Linked DNA regions of Bombyx mori: region 1 is linked to region 2. A link is a contact called in public Hi-C data. All regions are on one chromosome and are shown on one strand. The core of a region is the stretch at or near the end of the contact, and the rest is flanking DNA. Distances in the headings are between cores, read along the strand shown. Region 1 overlaps LOC101736190 (rhomboid-related protein 2). Region 2 overlaps LOC101743410 (WW domain-containing protein tag-325).

What was found. A called contact is a pair of places that touch in the nucleus more often than the background predicts.
Region 1: a Hi-C map of midgut shows a contact between it and region 2, with 2.1 times the contacts expected there. The contact joins two enhancer-like sites. A contact is called at or near these places in 2 of 7 Hi-C or Micro-C datasets (midgut and whole pupa).

The regions. Positions count from the first base shown.
Region 1 is chr16:2,466,262-2,470,009 of ASM3026992v2, forward strand. LOC101736190 (rhomboid-related protein 2) reads right to left here. Exons shown (of 7, transcript XM_012692748.4): 7 at 640-3,748. It overlaps LOC101736327 (trichohyalin), which reads left to right. Exons shown (of 5, transcript XM_021349766.3): 5 at 1-192. The coding sequence ends at 90. Among protein-coding and RNA genes, the nearest start is that of LOC101743410, 13 kb to the left of the region's middle. Within about 2 kb of position 2,135, at least 1 of the 8 cell types and tissues checked has open chromatin away from gene starts, as enhancers often do.
Region 2 is chr16:2,408,330-2,411,925 of ASM3026992v2, forward strand. The region is part of intron 1 of LOC101743410 (WW domain-containing protein tag-325); the gene reads right to left. Among protein-coding and RNA genes, the nearest start is that of LOC101736327, 17 kb to the right of the region's middle. Within about 2 kb of position 1,707, at least 7 of the 8 cell types and tissues checked have open chromatin away from gene starts, as enhancers often do.

The DNA.
Region 1 (3,748 bases), core at 885-3,384, 58 kb after region 2:
AAGGACAGGGAGAGGACACTCCGGAGAGCAAGGAAGATGGCAGCCCTCACTGCCAGGATGAGGGAAGCCATTATAACGGGGAGGTCTTGAGAATTAAGCAGTCTCTTTCTTTAAATTCATTTTATTGTGTTTTTAAGTGGAAATTTAACTAATTTTTTTGTAACAATAAACGATTTGTATTCATTTAACAAATGTATTTGAAAATAGATTTGTTAAGCCACACTTATTAACAATGTATAACCCAGAAAAGAAAATATCTTTTTTTAATCAATCTGATTAAAAAAAGCATTGAAGAAATAAAGAAGATTAATAATATTGGTACCAGAATTGCAACTCTTCCTGTCACAAAGCAGCCACGTATCCAGTTCGGAAGCTGGGTCATTTGTTACACAATATAGTTGAGACTCCGACCTCATGTCTCAAGGTGGACAGCGGCGTTCATGTGTTATGTCTGATCAACACCAGGAAAGTTAGTTAGTTCCCGAACGCATCCAGCACAGATAAAAATAAAAGCACCAAATTTTCCCGGAAATGAGAAAAAATATCAAAATCTGGCACTTCGGAAACAAGACCCTCAAAGTCAAAAAACATGAACACCCTACTCGACCAGTTATTTGATAAAATAAAAAGACAAGAACGTGTAATAAAATGTATTTATTCAAATTGAATTTAAAATGAAATATTTTCACAACACAATCACTGTACGTTTACATTTTAATTATTAAATATTAAACAGGAACTAAACATTAACAGTAGGTAGTTGCCAGAGCGCAACAACGGGGTTGCCATTAATAAATTATTGTTTTCCAACATTAACATTAATTAATTGAAATACAGAACAACAGTAATTTCTTTTTGTTCTTCGCTATTGATCCTTAAATTGGTCCCTTAATGATTTGAGGGAATTCAAAAATCTAAGGTCCTAATTAGACGAGTATAAACATTTTGTTTATTTAATGACTAATTTTAAGGCCGTAATGTGTTTACTAGTTTGATAGATTAGACCAGTGATTCTCAACTTTTTTTTTGTTGCGGCACATATTTAACGATTTCAAAATTTGGCGGCACACAAAAAAAAAGATAAAAATTATTTACTTACTAGAACACACTGCATAAATAGTTTATCAAAAAAATTTAATATACGAAATAAACTAAAATATACTATAATTTTTTTTTGTGGATTTAAATATATATACATGTTTAAAATATTTTTTCTTTTAAAATGATATAATTTAATAATATTAACATTAATATAAATATTCGCAAAATTTGGCGGCACACTTTTGAAATTTGGCGGCACACAAAAGTGCCGCGGAACAGTGGTTGAGAATCACTGGATTAGACACATACGTTAATAATAAATGTTGGTTATTTAACCCTTTGACTGTCACTTGAGTAATTAAGTCGATTTCTGTCACCAAGCGCTTGGATTGCCCAACTTTTCTTACTTTCATTTTTAATTATGACTAGCTGACCCGGCAGACTTCGCAGTGCCTCAATCGATAAATAAAAGACCTAAACTTTTGTATAAAATAAACATAAAACAAACAAAAGGAATCCGTCCGACGGGGGACACATCAAAGGAAAAACTAAATTGTTATTTTTATTTAATAACCGAGCATTTTCATATTCATCTACCTTTTAAACCTTCTCTGGACTTTCACAAATAATTCAAGACCAAAATTAGCCAAATCGGTCCAGCCGTTCTCGAGTTTTAGCGAGACTAACGAACAGCAATTCTATTTTATATATATAAATAGATTTAGTCTTTTAGATCTCTTACAAATATATTAATACTCGGTATCTTCGGATTCGTCTTTCCCAGAGTCTACTAGATATTCCGGCGTATTGATAACGGTGACCTACATAGCAGTCAATGGATTAAATAACCCACATTTATCCTCGTTCACATTCAAGTTAATCTGTGGTCCACTCGCACACACTCCACTGTTATTGTCACTCATTTTTAAATAACAATAAATCAATAGCATAGAACATCATACATGTTCAAATTAGACAACAAAGGCCCATTTCTTTATTCCGTATAAAAATAATTAATCACTTATCTTAAATATTGAACACATTTATTTACAGAGAATTGTAAGCTTTGAACAATTTCACACACAGGTAGAGGTACTTAAATAATGAATTTGTAAATTTATTTATCCTGCATTCCTTAAGAGCACACATCGTTAATGTTCAATAGATAAATAATAAATTATAATAATAAGTAACCAAACGTATTTAATTGTTTGCATTAAAAATTTAATTAATTTAAAAATAAAAATACTGATAATTTATAATTCACAACTTAAATCAGTAGGGTTTTTTTTTCAACTACCTTCATTTTTTAGAGTACATTCACTATTGAAAGTTCTAATTGTGGTGATTTCTTTGAAACTGCTCGGTGCAACTAAGTATTCCCACAGTACAAATGATTATTGAAATTATTAAATAAATATGCGTATTTTGAGTGACACGCCATCTATGATGAAATATACTCAGGGTGGAAATATATAGGCAGCCGCAACAGGCCCCTGAAACTGCAATACTTTAAGACAAATTTTCCTTTCTGTTGATGCTAATCATTACATAGTATAAAACAAAGTCGCTTTCTCTGTCCCTATATCCCTATGTATGTTTAAATCTTTAAAACTACGCAACGGATTTTGATGCGGTTTTTTTTAATAGATAAAATGATTGAAGAGGAAGGTTTATATGTATAATAACATCCGTTAAATAGTGGAGAAATCAATAATAAATTACAGTTTCCGAAGCGAAGCGAGGGCGGGTCGCTAGTACCAAATAAAACGCACCTTTAATTATTACAAAGATAAATGTTGCGTGTTAAGCGAAATGTCGCTTGAACCGCCTTTACCCTTCGATGTGATAGTATCATCATCATGAAATTGCCTTTTGAAAGCTTCAGATGTAATGCTCTCAGACTATAGCTAAACGAAAAATACACCGGTTTGTAAAAACTTCTTCTGACGTGTCCTATGACAACAATCTTCTCTGAACCTACCCACAAATACTTTACGGCAATAAGGCGCAGACGACAAACGTAAACAAACACACATTCGTTTTTTTTATATTCACTCCAACATATTATTCTCAAACTACCCACTTATATTTTAATATTTAATTTTACATATAATTACATAGATTAAAATCATCTCATCCTATCACAGAGCTACAGCTGAAAGATATGGTCTGGTTTGTGTTTTAATCCTATAAATGTGGAAGACTGTTCACGGCCCGAACGATGATAAGTCACCAGAATTTACAAGTAGCCCTAACTTATCATCCATCTAGCATCACTCAAAATTTTCTATAGTCAAGAAGCTACCGACAAACTCATCTGTGTATACACAGAGACTTCGGTTGATTCCAAATATTCACCTACGTTTACAAAGAGAGTATTATTCTATTGGAAGGTTTTTTTTTGTTTTAATTTTTTTTATTATTATTTCACAACGATTGTTCAGAGTAAGTAACCAAGGATATTAATTTTATTGATTTCAATGTTTGCAGTCGAGGCTAAGCAATTCTCGAGGTGAGGTCTTAAAATAAGTGAACTATCCGTAATTAAAAAGATAGCGTCATAAATTTGTGCGTGATGATATATTTTTAATCACTAATTACAGCGATGTTTTTATTTATTGCATAGATGGGTGAACGAGCTCACAGCCCACTTGGTGTTAAGTGGTTACTGGAGCCCATAGACATCTGTCTACAAAGTAAATGC
Region 2 (3,596 bases), core at 457-2,956:
AGCCGCATCTAGTACAATATATTTAAATGTGTGTGTACGCTCTATAATATCAGGTGAACGTTTGGCCTCGGTGTTCAGAACAAATTGTATAATGTTACTTCGTATGAGGAAATTCGACTCTATTGTGTTCATTAACTTAGATATCTACTAAAATTATTTTATTACGTAAAAGCAGAAACATATGAGGATTTTTTTCTACATTGCCATTAAGTACTCTTCTTGCAATGTTTTTAGGAAAACGATAATTTACGTAGTCTGTATTGGAGTGGTTTTCGTAGTGAAAATTAATGTACTATTACCCTGAAGTTTACATAAATCAATACTAGTTCCAATAAATAATAACAATAATTGCTGTTTATGTTCGTTCGTATTTTGTCAACGAGATTTTTATTCTGCGGCGTCTTTTAAGCTCGCCGCCGGCTTCGGTGTTATATGATTTTTGTTTAAGTGATACATTGCGTGGAATTCAGTAAATATTAGTGTTATATGCTAAGGAATCAGGAGCACTGTCATCTGACTCCGCTATAAGTAACGCTTAGGTTGTTTGATATCATTAACATTTCGGTTTCTTTTACCCGAGTTTTTTTGTTGCTATTGCTAGTAGCCTCAAGGGACTATTGTTATTTCACGATGACTTGTAGGCGAGCTCACGGGGCTCAGCTTGGCGTATTTGCTAACCTTAGCAAGGGCAGTGCTTCGCTGAATCTACCACTGGATAGGGAACGCGACCCACTGAGAAGATTCGACGACAAACCAATTGGATTGTGTCTATGGGCTAGTTCGCTCGTCAAACTTTTGCGTCAACGTCGCGTTTGACGAGTTCGACGTGAACGGTGACCGGTGCTTGGAATGCCTAAAGTCACCTACAGTGGATCGGGAGGATCTGAAATGACGTGACGAGTTTGTGAGGATGGATGTTTGTTTGCTTTGACGCAAAATTTACCAGACCCATTTTGATCGGAGTCTTCACTATAATTTAAAAACATAGAATATAATAACGTATAGATTATATAGGAAGATCAGTTTGGAGTAATTGATAATTTTCATACAATTAGCGATAGGCATCGCCGAGCTCGACCGGGTTTACTAGTATAAGTATATATGTATATACGAGTAACAGTACAGGGTTAAAGTTATCCAAGTTATAGAAACTGAGTGCTGTGGATAGGTATCTATTATTTTTGGGTAGTCATTCAAGGGACGGGCTGTTAAACTAGCACAAAAAAAAGTTTAACCTTTTTTTTCTATTTTACTGCTTTTTTTAAAATTATACTTCCTATAATTTCATTTCAAAAAAGGAGATGATTATCAATTCGTTAGTGTATTTTTTCTAGGTAATCAGTTTTTTAAAGCTGGTGCTTCTTATGTGGCCACATTTAATCCGACTATTAATTTTTGATTATCCTTCATAATGCATAATTTAACTGCCTTCAACTACATAGCTGATATTCGCATTTTATCTTGTCGTAGTCGGATTTCTGTTTTTGCTAAAATTTTGTGTTATTGTTTAATCATTAGAGATGTAACGATAGTTTATTTATAACGTAGGTTAACTAACGGTTAGACACAAAATTTAATGGATGCTTTGATAAAACGAAAACATTCATGAAAAATAAATATTAATTTAAAACGATTGTCAAATCGATGTGACCATGCATCCGCACGGATTAACGCAATCATGTGTATACTAGCTGTTAAGCTAAAATATGACTTATCAAGAGGTGATAGGGTCGCGACGAGCCAGGAAGCGGGGCACAGCAGGATGCAGACAATTGTACCGATTTGCCCTTGCAAGATCATCCTGTGTCGGCCGCTTTGTTTAGTTTACGACGCTTGATTCAGTAAACAAGTTTTTAACTGAAATAACAATCTCTAACAGCTGTTCTATTGGTAAGAAGGTATCGTTTGTTCAATAAAATCATTTAGGCATTATAATATACCATCCCTGTGCCTTCTATTTTTTTTTAAGGGATTTTATGACCTGGTAACTAGACTAAGATTGCCTTCTATTTAACTGTAATTCGATGATAGATTATAAAATTTATATACACAATTGAATATTTTTCAGCAGAATAAGCACTCGCTCCGCGCCATCTTTTTATTTACAAAAGCAACATTTAAAGCTAAAATTTGTAATCAACGGCTTACCATTGAGTTATTTTATGAGGATTAATTAATGCAGTAGTGCAAGGAATTACTTAATGTGCTACAATGAATAACGATTTCGTCCTAAACAAGGTTCTTTCGCGTCCAATCATTAGTGGCCAAGTCAAATTGCCTTTTAATTCGGTACTGGGTTATTCTATGATCCCGAAAATAGCGTCCCGATGGGAAGCAGCCGTCAAATACTGCTTATAACATCGAAGGGTGGAAGGCTATTTAAAAAATAATATATAAAATATGACTAATAAAAAAACCTAGACATTTCATTACAAAAAAACGCCTGCGGGATTCGAGCACCGAAATAGCCGCATCGCTTGATACGGACGTCTTATCTTTTAGGCCACGACGACTTCAGAGGTTTTAATGTGATTGAATATTTTTCAAGAATCTCAGTGACAATAACCGCACCTGATACATTCCCTGCGGTTTCAGCTCTGTATAAGTCGTATATTATATTGCACAGCCGCAAAGATGCGATCAGAATACATCGGGTTGCACTGCACGATATAGTTTGGCCGCTCTGATCACAAGCACATCAGACGACCCCGCGTCTATCTAAACGCGAAAAGACTAAAATTACATTATTATAGTATTATACTAGCGATCCGCCCTCGCTTCGCTTCGGAAACTGTAATTTATTATTGATTTCTCCACTATTTAATGGATGTTATTATACATATAAACATTCCTCTTCAATCACTCTATCTATTAAAAAAACCGCATCAAATTCCGTCAGAGAAAGCGACTTTGTTTTATACTATGTAGTGATATTGAGGTACACATCGAACCAACGCATCTATCTGTATTTGCTAAGCTCACAATCAAAACAAGGCCTTCCAGCATCTGTCTTAAGTGAATCCACGAATACATCACACGCATTGCCAGATAGGGAGAAAGACATAGACAATCACGAAGAACTGGTGGTTACTGGTAAAAGGGAAGGCAAAGATCGAGGATTCACAGCCTAATGTGATGCTTTGACCAGATCCGCATTACACTTGATTCCAGCATCCACGAAGCTCTCCGAGTAGACGAAGACAGGATGCGATGACACAATACTGGGAGGACAAAAGGCATGGATGAAAATGATCACGACCCTCATACATGACGACCATGACTTAAGAAAGAGGTGTTATTGTAGCTCCGTACGAATATATAGTTAGCAATTGGTTTACTGGTGGATGAGTTGATGAGCCCGCTCGGGTAGGTACCACCACCCAGTCCACGAGAACCGGGCGGACTGGGTGGGCCGCGACCACGGATGCCTCACCTTCCGGCTGACGCAGATGTTGACTGGCCATGGGTGTTTTGGCCGGTACCTGTTCAAGATAGCCGGCAGGGAACCGACGGCGCAGTGCCACCACTGCGCGGACCGCGACGAGGAAGACACAGCGGAACATACATTGGCGCGTTGCTCTGGATTCGACGAGCAA